4 separate regions of the Mus musculus genome follow, and all the other regions are linked to region 1. Evidence: chromatin contacts called from public HiChIP or PLAC-seq and promoter capture Hi-C data. All regions are on one chromosome and are shown on one strand. The core of a region is the stretch at or near the end of the contact, and the rest is flanking DNA. Distances in the headings are between cores, read along the strand shown.

Region 1 (3,188 bases), core at 195-2,694:
ACCTCCAACCAGAATGGAGTACAAACGTTTCTGGGTTACTGTGAGGGTGTCGTGTGTAAACAGGGGCACAGAGCTCTGCAGCGCTCCCGACAGCTCTGGCGTGTGCTACGCAGGCGCGGTGGCGTTGACCCTAGGGTGCTGGAGAGCCGCGTGCGAGAAGCTATGGACAACGATCCTCCTCCCTACCATCCCACTAGCAGCAACTGTGTGCACTTTGCACTGAACCTGTTGGGCATGGACTCAGTAAGTGCCTCTCTTCTACCTGCCCACATCCCATGCCAGCCCCAGTCTGCTAACAAAGGCACCTAACCAACTTGCTCCAGCATAATTCAGATGATTCCCCTCTCCACTACACCCAGACCAGGTTCCTTTCATCTTAAACTCTTTACTCTGGCAATCTAAAGTCCCCAGAATAGGTGTACCTATTTTTGAAGTTACACACTTTGAAACCCTTTAGCGCCAGGTAGACCTCAGGCTACTGTTCTTAGATCCTGAGCAGATATATTTACTGAACATGACCGATCTCCAACCCAGGGGCTGCTCCAACTCCATCCTTCTTTTTGCAGTAGAACTTTCTATTGATCCAAAGTCCGCCTTTCTCAGTTCCATCCTTTTCCAAACAGTCCACCAATTCTGATCTTAGAGAATTGGGACCCTAGTCTACAAATCTCGGTCCTTGGGAATACTTCCATTCTATGAGCCTGGCCAGGAGTTCCCAATCACTCAACCTCATGTCCAAAATCTAGACCAAAGATAAACAATTCACCATCAGCCTAGTCCAGGGTGTTCTCTCTAATCCAGAACTAGCTACAATCCTTCTTCTTGCTTTCCTTCCTTCCTTCCTTCCTTCCTTCCTTCCTTCCTTCCTTCCTTCCTCCCTTCCTTCCTTCCTTGGGTCTTAGGAGCTAAGCTTGATAAATCACAAAGTCCTGGAGACCTGGCAATTACACCAGACCCTAACTCAATCTGTTCGTCTTCTTTCCCTTCTAGATGTCAATGGACAGGAACCTAACCAGTGATTAATGTGACCTTGGGTCCTCCTGAATGGGCCAAAAGAGGTTTCAGAAGGGATCATTAAAGTATTTTCCCAAACGTAATTAGGATGTTGGAGGTTCTCTTTACTCCACCTAGAACTGATTTGCTCCCAGAATGCCCTTAGCACTTGCTTCCTGGGTCAGCCTCCTCTTAAATTCCACTTCTTCCAGGAAGTTGCTATGATTCCCAGTGAGTAAGCAGGTTATCCTCAGAGGGATTTAGACTGTGTGAAAAAGGATGGAAAGGTACCCACCCCTAAATCTCCAAGGTAGATGTTCCAACCCAGGCCTGCGAGTATGGCCTTCTTTCAGTGTCCCTCACGTCCCCCTCTCTCACTGCATGGGTGGGCGGGTCCGTGGAGGTCAGGTGATCGGGAGGGCGGAGGCAGGAGGTCCGCATCCCTCCAAAGACTATACAGTCATCAGCCCTGCAGCCTTGCTCACTGTGAGAGACCTTTAGATGCTTGCAGTTGCCAGAGAGTTCTGAGAGATTGGGACAGGGCAGGCGCTGTTCCTCCGTCCCCTGTCAGCTCACCCCAACCCTGCACTCCGCGGGTGGTGCCGGTCCCTTTAAGAACCTTAGCGCTCAGCCCTGATTGCTGAATCTGCGCGCTGCCTCCGCCGCGCAGATTGCAGCTCCGCAGAGCTAGGCGTGCATCCCATTCCTCGACCAAAGCCCAACCCGGCCGCTCAGCCACCCCTCAGCGCAGATCCATGTCGGCCGCTCCGGCCTACAGCGAAGACAAGGGCGGCTCAGCCGGTCCCGGGGAGCCAGAATATGGCCACGACCCGGCGAGCGGCGGTATCTTCTCCTCGGACTACAAGCGGTGAGCTAGCGAGCGCCGGCCGGGTGCGGCTGGCGCGCAGGCACCATGGACAGCGCCCGCGAGGCTGCGGCCCTGCCGACCCAGACCCGCCCTGCGCGCTTCCCGGGGTTCCCGCAGCAGGGCCACTTCGCCTTTAGCTACGAAGGGGCGGGGGACCCAAGGCTGGTGGGGGAGGGACCAGACAGGCGGGGTCCTTATGGAACAGCTGCGATGATGTTTGCAGCCTTTTATTCGCTGGCTCAAAGAGAAACCAAAACAAAACCCCCAAAACCAATTCCGTAGGGGACGGGTCTGAATTGGGGAACTGGAGTTTGAGTGTGGTCCACTCCAGGAAGCCGGCCCTGGATGTAGACTGAGAAACTGGCTCCTCCTGCAAATTAATTTCTCCATCTTTCCCCAACCCCCACATTGCCCTATGATTCAGCCCTACTTGGTTTGAATCTTACCTTTGACTCATTCATTTATTTGTTCATAAATTCAATAGCACATTAATTAAAGGCCTGTGGACCTGTTAGTCACGGAACGGAGTAGTGAACAGGAGCCAATAGATTGTTCCAACCGGGAGCACAATTGTAGCCCTGACAATTCAAGGGTCAGGAGTGGGAGTGCAAGACATGTTCCATTTCAGGGAGGAAGGTACTCTCGTGTTAGAAATGGGTCTGGGGTCTCAGGGAAATCACCACACAATCCAGAGCACAAGGCGCAAGCGAATGCACTTCTTCAGAAGGGTCACTCAACCAGGCAGGTTCACCGAGTGCGAGTCCCACTGGATTTTTATTACTAATGATCGGGTGACCCTGTTCCTTACCCTGCATGGTCAGTGCTAGGCCTCACATGCTCAAGCAGCTGCAAACAGCAACAAACCCTTAAAAGTCAGTCAACTGATATGCAAAGTGCAACTTTTGAGAACAGGATGCAGCTGTGAGCACATACTTTGATCTTAGACAAATGTTAGGCTGTGAGCCTGTCCAAAATTCATAGCCCCTGGGGCTGGCAGGCCTCTACTGGGAAGAGTACACCTGAGACAAAGGAATGGAGACTTTTCTAACGCTATATAACGTAATAAAAACTCCACTGGTATAAAAGATGTGCAGCTGGGTGTGATGGTGCTCGCCTTTAATCCCAATCTCAGAGGAAGGGGCATGAAGACTTCTTTAAGTTCAAGGCTAGCCTGGTCTACATAGCAAGTTCTAGGACAGCAAAGACTACAAACAAACAAACATTTCATTTGCAAGCCAGGGTTACAAATAAATAAGTAAGCAAATAAGCATATTTCATTTCTGTTTCCTACATCCCAGAGGACTAAGGGAAGCCACAGTGTAGGTTC
Region 2 (3,188 bases), core at 440-2,939, 500 kb after region 1:
TAAAACAAAAAACTGCCACCTCCCTTTGCCTCAGATTCAACTCTCTTTCTTTTCCTCTTCCCTGTTAGTATCTGGTTCTTTGTAACACACTCCGTGTTTACTAGACCCTGTCCTTACTGTCTTCCCACATGTTAGAAGGAAAGCTGTACAAGGACAGTTAGTTTTCATTGCTCGCCACATGGAAAACATGTATTTGTTGACAAATATTTTCTTATTTCTGGACTTTGTCTCTAGGTCAAGATCTCCCACACTAAAGTGGAGGTATCTTTCTGGTTGACACAGTATCTCCAAAACCTAGTTCTGTCATGGCGCATACTACAAATACTCAGAAAAAAAAATGTTTTCAGTTAGGCATGGTTGCCTGAAGTCCCAACTACGGGGGAGGTTTAAGACCGGAGCTTGGTGGCCAACCTGGTTAAAAGTGGAGATGGGGGGAGGGGTAATGAACCAAAGCCATCTTCAGTGGAGCTGTAGAAATGGTCCAAAAAAAAAAAAAAAAAAAAAAAAGCACCAGGCTCCTTTCTCTTTCCCACTGTAATGTACCTGTCAGTTTAGCAAATAGACTTCTGAAGTCCCACTCAGCACCCATCAGGCCAAGCACATTGTGTGCTCAGCCGGTGTACACCTGACACAATCACACTCTAGCTCCTACACGAGCACAGGCCACGGGCAAACCCTGGTCCAAACCCATTTTACCCACCCGAATCCCACTCTCCTAAAGCAGAAACTATCTAGGCTTGTCCTGGCTACAAAGCATGCTCCCTGGGTGGGCCTGTAGGTTGTTTCAACCCTGGACTTTTAATGTCACCTCTGGTCTGCTCGTAAAAATAGTTAAAAAAAAAAAAAAATACCTGACCACCTCCAATAATCTTAGGTTCTCAAGAGCAGGCATACCTAAGGTCATACGGACCCCTCCCCCTCACAAAAGCTGCTTCAAGGCCAGGAGGCCATCTGTCCAGCAGACGCTCTCCTGTCCTCCCCCTCCCCGGGTCACACGGAGCCTTTCCCCACTAGCCCCTCGGTTGGCAGGAAGAGACCCCGCAGAGAAATCAGTTCAAGCCTGATCAACAGGCCTGGTCACCCCCCCCTAAGCACCCCAACTCTGGAGGAGGAAGACTTGTCTGCCCCGGGAGAAGGAACCCCCGGGGTCAGAACTTGGGCGAGGCTGAGGGGGAGACTGAGGGGCGCCGAGGAGGGCCGATGTTCTAAGTGTCTGCCCAGTGACGGCGCCAGGTCCTCGCGCGGCGGGGACCGTGGAGCTGACAGGGCGTCCCAGCCTGGTGAAGTGCACCGTTATCCCTGCCTGGGCCGGGGGCTCGGCGGGCGGCCGCCTGTCGCGCGCGGGACGACAGCGGAGTGCCCGGGCCGCCCCGATCGGCGGGCGGCGGCGGCGGAAGGGGTCCGGGCCGGGGGCGGGGTAGGGTGGTGGCCAGGGCCCGCCTGGCGGCGATCGGGGGAAGTGGCTGCCGCCTGGGGCGGCGGGCAGGGTCCACCAGGCTGCAGGGCCGGGCCGCGGCGCGGGCAGAGCCCGCTCCTCTCAGACTCCCCTGCCCGAGCTGGAGCGGCCCGGATGGTGGCCTCGCCCCGTCCAGGCGGCGGGGGGCGCTTACCTGGCGGCGGCGGCGGCGGCGGCAGCGACAGGCCCCGGGCTCGGCCGCGCGCGTCCCCAGCGCCGGCTGCGGGAGCCACAACATGGCGACGGCGGTGGCGGGCGGGGCTGCGGCTCCGGGGGCGGAGCGGGGGCGGGAGCCGGGCTGGCGGCGGGACCTGGCTGAGGCCGCGGGTGGGAAGGGCGGGCGGAAGGCGACTCGGGCCTGGGCACCGGCCAGGGCGGTGCGGCTATAGAGCTGCCCCGGCCCGGCCCGGCCCGGCCTGGCCTGGCCCGGCCCCGCGCCTTCCGCCTCCCTCCCGCCTCAGGCTGGTGCGACCCTGGCTACGCTGACTCCGGGGAGGGGCGGGGCGAGGACGGCGCAGGCAGGACCGGGACTCCGACCTGGGCTGGCTCCCGCCGCCCTTGGCGCGGCCTCTCCCGGCCACCTGGGCCCGGGAAGCTCGGACGCGCCTCTGAGGCCTCGGTGCGGCCCAGGCCGCCTGCCGGAGGGACGCGTTGTACCTTCGCGGCTATGGGCCGACCGGACGCCGAGCGCCTCAAGAGCTCGGAAGAAGTCGTCTTCGCGGAGAGCTGGGCGAGTCGGGCCTAGGCAGCACTGCTAAGTGAAAGGAAGCAGGAGGGCAGTGGGCCTGGGCACTCAGGTGCGCCTTAAATGGCTACTCGTCGCAGGATGGAAGGACATGCTTGCGGGCGCGGGGCGCTCAGACGTGTTACCTCTGGGGGAGCCAAGGGACGCTCGGAGAGTGGAATGGAGGTGGAGGGGTTGGGGTGGAGGGAGCTGATAACCTCTCAGGGTGGACTGGCAATTCGCAGGCTCACCAGGGAGGCTGTGACTCCAGGGCAAGAACTCGGAGAGGCGGCCGACAAAAAAATTACCAAGTTGACCCGCAGGACTTTCCAAGAACCTGGAGTCCCTTGGGGACGCGATAGTAAGGCAGCAGGGTCGGACGGTGGGAACTGGCAGGCCAGTTCTGGTGCCAGGCAGGATTGCTAAGCATGAGCAAATTCCTCCCGAAGAAACCAGGAAAAAGCCCACACTTGGCAAAAGGGCCAGAGCTGACATTCAGCTGAGTCTGCTGTGTGCCAGGACCCGACAGAACCCAACACCTGCATGAGGAGTGCGGTAGTGATGAAGGAGTGAAGGCAGTTACGAGAAATTATTCTTTCCAGAAGTTTGGCAGGGAGAGGAAGGGAAAACTAGCCTCCATCTTAAGAAGGAGTAAAAAGAAAGGTTTGTTTCATTTGTTCCAGTTTGAGAGAGAGCGAGAGCTCAAGGAGCCAAAGACAGAGTCATTTATAGTTTATATCCCAGAAAGATGGGAAATGGGGAAGAGGAAGTCCAAGGAAAAGGCGTGTTGTCCAACAAGATTCGAAAGATGAATAAAGATAGAAATATTTGTCCCGTGCGGTAGTGCATGTGTGTAATCCCAGCTCTTGGGAGAATGAGGCAAGATGATTTTGAGTTCAAGAGCAGCTGGGGTTACACATTGAAAGACCGCCTTAAAAGCCAAGAAAGAAAGGATCTTGTTTATTTGAGGCAGGTTTTCTCTATGTGTAGCTCTGGCTGTCCTAGGAC
Region 3 (3,188 bases), core at 395-2,894, 500 kb before region 1:
GGAAACACCTCTAGGCTTCAAAATGCAGTAAGCATGGAGGGAGGCAGAAACAAGTGAAGGGTGCAGAAATATGTGGAGTGGAGGCCTGGTGGGTCAGGGAAGGCTTCTGAGCCAGGGACACAATCCTCTCTGAAGAGAACACCTTGAAACAATAGCCACAAAAGAAAGGACCAGAAGAAAGGCCTAAAACGTTGGGTGGTGTGGTGGACTGTAGCTGTTTGGGAAAGAGCAAACAGAAGGTAACCAACCAGTTTAGCTTGGTCATTAATAAAACAAGGCTTCATAATGAAGTTTGCCATGTGGCAATATTAATGCGCATCTCCAGGTCAATGTTATCGCAATGGCTAGGCAACTTCATGCCTGCAAGGAAAAGTACCACCAGGTAGACCCAGAACAGGCACCTGGGGGAAATCCAGGTGTCCAGTTTCCGGACCCCGTGCAGCACAGATGCCCACACTTTTTTTTCTGTCATGTGTCCTGTTCTCACCTTTCCCCCCTCTGAAGCCTGTTGTCAGCACGTGGGGTAACTGGCATCCTGTCTTCTGTTTGCAACTCTTTCTTTGTCCCGGCATCTCTGATTTGTGCAGGACTGTGTTCCCTTTTCAAGGACGCCCACCAGCAGCGAAGCAGGTGCAACAAATTGGGGGAAAAAAAAAGAAAAAAAAAAAAAAAAAAAAGAAACAGGACCTGCCACTCCAAGTCTAGGCTCTCTTACTTCTAAAAAGGACAGACCCAAAAAGCCAAACACTTTGGCCTCTCTTCAGGTCTCAGGTCCCGCCCTGCCCAAGAGCTATATAGTAAAACCTGGTTCTGTTTCACACCAGCTGTGGACAATCTTCCCCTGTTCTTAGGGCCGAAGGATTCTTTTTCTTTGTCCTCAGGCCCCGGAAAGCAGGTTCTCCTGGCGAGCCCCTCCCCATCGGCTCCCAGGGGACGAAACTCTTGTTTGATTTATCACTTCATCTCCGTGTCTCCTTAGAACCTAGTTAAGTCTAATCCCGCTTTCCAACTCTGAGAGCGAAGTCACCTGTCCCAGGCAAGCGGTAACACCGGGACTTTAACACAGAGCACACAAGAGACCGGGGTGTTTGAGTTCCCAATCAAGCCTCCACGACCCGACCCAAGTCCCCACATCTGTGGAAATAAAAAGTTCCCGGTGGGGGCGGGGGCAGTGCAGCCTTCTGCCTGGTCCACACCGGGACCCGAGGCGCCTCCGGGGGAGGCGAGGGAGGCTGCATCAGCCCGAGAGAGCAGAGCCAGGGAACTTCAGAGAGCGTTTCGCCCTCGCCGGGGAGAGGCAAACACCGACACGTCTGTCTCCTTCTCAACAAGTGCCTTCAAGCCCGCCGGGGGCAGACACCTCCGCGCCCGCGGCCGCCGAGGTCTCCGCTGTGCGCGGGGGGCCGCGGCCTGGCCTCAACCGAGGCGACTCTGCGTGGCCTCCCCACACCCCCTCGAGCGTCGCCCGCAGCCCCCGGCGGCCGGAGTAGGGGCGCGGGGCGGGGCGAGCGGAGGGGCGGACCCCGGGGCGCGGGGCGGACGCGAGGGTGCACGAGGGGCGCAAGGGCCGGCGCGGTCACCCGGCGCCGCGGGGAGCCGCCCACTTCTCCTGCGCAGGGGGGGCGGGGGTGGCCCAGACGGCCAGAGCGTGGATGCGGCGGTCGCCGAGCCGGGGCGGACGCGGAGCGGCCCGGGCAGGGGACGCGCGCCGGGAAGGCCGGCTCCGCAGCGGCTGCAGGATGGCTGAGGTAAGCGGTCGCGCGGGCGACGGGCGCGGGGCCGCCCTACGAGGGCCACCTGCTCGTCGTCGGCGCCGTGTGTGCGTCCCGGGAGGCCGAACTGCAGTTCCTCGCAGCCTGTGCCCGGTCGCAGCGAGGTGACCCGTGAGCGGCGCCCCGTTTCTCTTACACCCCAGAGCCCCTGTCCAACCGCTGTTGGCGCAGGGACGTCCATCTGTCTGGTATTTCAAGCCGTGACCTTCGGTCATCCCGGGAGGAGAGTCGCGGAGACGCCCGAGGGGCGTGGAGGGGGCGCCGGTCCCCTGAGGGACAAATCCTTGCTTTTTTAAAAGGGAAGAGACAAAAGACCAAAAGCGCCGCAAACCGTCAGCTTAGTTAGACGTGTCTGAAGAGGACGGATGCTCGCAGTTGAACCGCGCTGAAGGAGTGCGTTGGTTTGCCGGCGTTCCGCCTGGCTTGTCGAGCGTGGGACAGTGAGGGGTGTTCGTGCCCTCCGGTCGCTCAGGGACTTGGAGGAGCGCATCCGGATGCTGATGGGGAAGCCAGAGGGCCAAGGTCCAGTCTCTTTGGAGATGGTTTACCTGAGAGTGACAGGAAGGGATCCTGGCAATGCAGAGGTGAGGTGCTTAGTGGCCCAGTGACTGTCCACCCCGCAGCGGGGTTCCAGCCGGGCGTACCCCAGCATCCGCTTCGGGTGTCCGCTGTCCACGGGCGCTGCTTCCCCAGGGGAGCCCCTTAACCCTACTGGCCTCACGACTTCGGATAAACTCCTGGGGATTTGTCAGCCAGATGTGACAAGATTGGAGAGGCAAGTGAGAGAGATCTGATATCAATCAGTACATAGCTCGGAGCCAAACTTTCTCAAATGCGGTGTAGAAACATGTTCTTCTCGTTTAAGGCATCTCTTTGTGGCTGTGGGGCTGCCACCAGCCTGAGTTTGACAGTTAAATGGAATGCCAACTAGCAGCCTTAATTGTATGAGTGAAGTTGTATGCAGTGCGGGGGGGGGGGGGAAGATCAGACACTCTGGGGTTCGGTAATGTCCCCTAGTTTTATGGCTAGGCTCACCGCAGACCTCTGAAGATGAGGGCATTTAAATCGGGCCAGACGCCTGGTCACAGCCAGGCCTCTGCTGTTAACACTTAAGGGGCTTGAAAGAGGCCCCACTGGTGTCCTGGGAATCCCTGTCAGAGTGTGTGTGTGAGAGAGAGAGAGAGAGAGAGAGAGAGAGAGAGAGAGAGAGAGAGAGAGAGAGAGAGAGAGAGAGAGAGAACCTGTTACTGCATGGAAACACAGAACAGATATATCAACAATAAGAAGTAAATTTTTCTTATTAAAGCAACAAGATTTTGGTGTGACAGTATAGGTGAACTGAAAAACAGCATTTTGGCAAATCTTTTTTGGCAGTCTGTTTTTACTTGCTCGTTGTCTTCACTGTGCTGTTAGATT
Region 4 (3,188 bases), core at 345-2,844, 310 kb after region 1:
TAAGGGTTAAATGGCCTTTTCACAGGAGTCACCTAAGACCATTGGAAAACACAGATATTTACATTATGATTCATATCAGTAGCAAGACTAGTTATAAAGTAGCAATGAAATAATTTTATGGTTGGGGATCACCATGACATGAGGTTCTATATTAAAGGGATGCAGCAATAGGAAGGCTGAGAGCCATTGAACTAGGGTAACCAGGAATTTTAAACAACACAAGGTTAATAGCCTGGTGACCTTTGTACTATCTGTATGGCTGAGACTATATCAGATGCTCTCCCAGACTCTTATCCTGAGTGTGTCAATCTATGGAACCCATCTCTATGGAAGGAGTCACATGTAGTCAATCTATAGAACCCATCATTATGGAAGGAGTCACGTGTGCTTCAAAAAGAGTTTTGAGATAGTCACACCTTAAGTTTTGTTGTGACATGGGCATGGGTTAATTAACACACTCACTCTTTCACCAAACTGTGCCGTGCTTAAATATGCATGAAATAAACAGCTCCAGGTCAGACCAAGTTTGAACCAACGCCGGCTACTTAGTTGTATTAAACTGAACTGCCTTCTCGCCTCTGGCTGATCATTACTCTGCTGGTCATGGTGGCTGGAGAGACCCACACACACTGGTGTGTTTGTCCAGGATCTCGGGCAGGACGCCTGTATCAGTCTCCTAGGGCTGCCTTAGTCCAGTGCCATAACATTGTTACAACAACAGAGGTGTATCCTCAGGGTTCTGGGGGCTGAGGCTGTCAATCGGCTAAGTTCCACAGAGACCAGAGGCTCCTTTTTTGGTTTGTTTGTTTGTTTCGAGACAGGGTTTCTTTGTATAGCCCTGGCTGTCCTGGAACTCACTTTGTAGACCAGGCTGGCTCCAAACTCAGAAATCCTCCTGCCTCTGCCTCCCGAGTGCTGGGATTAAAGGCATGAGTCACCATGTCCAGCTCAGAGGCTCCTTCTTTGCCCCTCATCCCTTCCCCCCCCCCCCCCCCCCCCCCGCTTGTGGGATCAGGGCTCTAATCTCCCTCCGTAGTCACGTGGCTTTCTTCTGTGTGCATTTATGCATCTGAGAGTCTCAGATCTCCCTGTCCCTTCCACTTCATACCTGTCACTCCTAAATCCAGGACGATTTCATCCTAGATCCTTAACTTACATCTTCAGGACCTGTGTGTTAGTCATGCCTGTCACTATGGCAAAAATGTCTGGGAACCCACTTGCTAGGAAGAAGGCTTATGTGGATCATGGTTTCAGAAGTTTTGGTCTGTGGTCATTTGGCTCTGTTGTTTAGGGTCACATCTAGGTGATCAGAAAGCACAGAAAGAGAAATAGGAAGGAAGTGGGGTCCTGATTCTTCTCCACTGAAGTAGCTCCCCAGTGAACTCACCTCTTACTTCCCACTAGGCCCCATCTCCGCCATCTCACAGGCTGAGGACCAACAGCCTCCCCCCCCCCCCCCAATATTTTACCTTCAGGAAAATACTCTAAATCCAACTCTAGCAATCTATTTCCAAATAAGGCTGCACTCACACATGCTGGGGATCTGTGCTCCAGCTCTGGGGGGAGGGGCGACAACACACCAACCACTACAATATCACACTTAGTCATGATGTCTCCCTAGGTTCCACTGGGCAGGTTTTCCTTGTGGGCGAAGGCTCTGACAGTTCTGTGGCATCGTGGTTAGATATTTTGTAGATTATGTCATGGTTTGAGTTTGTTCAATGTTTTCCTCCTGTTTAGACTGAGGTTGTAGGTTGAGGGAGGGAGACCACAGAGGGGCAGGGCGCTGCCTCCGGAGAGGCACCTCCCCACCCCCTCACTGGTGTTAACCATACCCAGGAGGCCTCTCTCCTGCAAACTTCCCTTCTTACCTCCTCTGCCTCCATGCCATGTTCCTTGGAACCACTTCTAACAGTCGCCCACACTAGGGACGGGAGTCACGCTACTGTCCCCACAAGGCGTATTTGTATCGATTATTCAGACTTCTATTGTCCTCAAAACATTCTCGCACAAGAAAGCGGCTTCCACTCAGTTAGCAGGAGTGCCTGCCCTGCAGTCACAGAGCCTCTGATCTTCAGAACCACAGAAACTGGGTCTGGTGGTACACACTTATGATCTCATCGCTCAGGAGGTGGAGGCAGGAGGATCAGAAATTCAACTTCATCTTTGGCTACATAGGAAGCTTGAGGCCAGCACGGTATATATGAAACCCCGTGTCCAAAAGTTAAAAATCGCGCACACACACACACAGTCTGCCTTGTCCCAGCTCTCTGGAGAGAATTTCAAACACAGGCCCAGCCCTGAGCATATAAAAATCTCTGAATAGTTCTAACTAGCTAAAAATACTTTGAGGGCAAAGCTGTGCAAAATGTAAGTCATGGAGCTGAGGGGCTGGCTCCATGGGTGAGGGTGATTGCCACCAAGCCTGACAACCTGAGTTTGTTCTCTGGAACCCACACTGTAGAAGAAGAAGAAGACAAAGAAGAAAACCCACTCCACAGGTCATCCTCAGACCTCTATATGCATGCTGTAGTGCGTGCAGACTCCCACAGAAATACATAGTTTTAAAATGGAAATACGGTAGGCTATGGATTAGTAGTTTCATATCTGTAATAATGTAGGTACAGAAATTGGGCGTAACAATGCAGACAATTTCATGACAATTTAAAAAGTAGGTTTATTAACTCCAACAGTTAAGAATTGAGGCTTTTTAACATAATTGTGGCCTGGGCTGGGGAGATGGCTCAGTGATTGAACTGCTTGTGGTACAAATCTGAGGCCCTGAATTCAAACCCCAGAGCTATAGAAAGGGCGAGCCAATAGCTCACACATCTATAACCACAGCACTGCTAATGGAATACTGGAAGCAGAGACAGGAGGATCCTTCAAACCCCAGCCCAGCCCACCCTGTATCCTACATTAAAACACAACAGAGAGACATCACCTCAAATAAGGTAGCAAGCAAGGACACCTGAGGTTGTCCTCGGACTCTGCCAAAGCTCTGGCATGCACATACACGCAGATGCAGGCATGCGTATGTGCACGTGTGTGAACACACACACCCAGGATAAAAAGAAAAATAACCTAGTCATGTACAGTTCACCCTCTGCATCTGTGTTTTCTATCCCCGTGGATTCAAACAACTGTAGATTGAAAATATTCTAAAAGGCAAAACTACAAGGAATGGG

Evidence for each region. Promoter capture Hi-C pulls out the DNA fragments that hold promoters and counts their contacts. HiChIP or PLAC-seq counts read pairs in DNA pulled down with a chosen protein or histone mark. Capture Hi-C pulls out chosen DNA fragments and counts their contacts.
Region 2: a promoter capture Hi-C map of neural stem cells shows a contact between it and region 1. The contact joins the promoter of Zfp592 here to the promoter of Ap3b2 in region 1. A contact is called at or near these places in 1 of 39 promoter capture datasets (neural stem cells) and 1 of 115 datasets of contacts at active chromatin or transcription factors (acute myeloid leukemia).
Region 3: a contact with region 1 is called in a promoter capture Hi-C map of adipose tissue. The contact joins the promoter of Bnc1 here to the promoter of Ap3b2 in region 1. A contact is called at or near these places in 3 of 39 promoter capture datasets (the C10 cell line and the HPC-7 cell line) and 1 of 9 other capture datasets (adipose tissue).
Region 4: an H3K4me3 HiChIP or PLAC-seq map of neural tube shows a contact between it and region 1, with 4 times the contacts expected there. The contact joins the enhancer-like site here to the promoter of Ap3b2 in region 1. A contact is called at or near these places in 6 of 39 promoter capture datasets (the 3T3-L1 cell line, 3T3-L1-derived adipocytes, the HPC-7 cell line and 3 more), 2 of 115 datasets of contacts at active chromatin or transcription factors (embryonic forebrain and neural tube) and 1 of 9 other capture datasets (liver).

What each region holds. Positions count from the first base shown.
Region 1 is chr7:81,492,181-81,495,368 of GRCm38.p6, reverse strand. It overlaps Ap3b2 (adaptor-related protein complex 3, beta 2 subunit), which reads left to right and starts at 1,444. Exons shown (of 26, transcript NM_021492.3): 1 at 1,444-1,861. The coding sequence starts at 1,749. It overlaps BC048679 (cDNA sequence BC048679), which reads left to right. Exons shown (of 6, transcript NM_001193274.1): 5 at 1-243; 6 at 991-1,095. The coding sequence ends at 1,023.
Region 2 is chr7:80,992,185-80,995,372 of GRCm38.p6, reverse strand. Zfp592 (zinc finger protein 592) reads right to left here and starts at 1,689. Exons shown (of 10, transcript NM_178707.4): 1 at 1,611-1,689.
Region 3 is chr7:81,990,755-81,993,942 of GRCm38.p6, reverse strand. It overlaps Bnc1 (basonuclin 1), which reads left to right and starts at 1,644. Exons shown (of 5, transcript NM_007562.2): 1 at 1,644-1,748. The coding sequence starts at 1,653.
Region 4 is chr7:81,178,192-81,181,379 of GRCm38.p6, reverse strand. No RefSeq gene overlaps it. Among named protein-coding and RNA genes, the nearest start is that of Gm44968, 26 kb to the left of the region's middle. Within about 2 kb of position 1,594, at least 59 of the 459 cell types and tissues checked have an H3K27ac peak or open chromatin away from gene starts, as enhancers often do.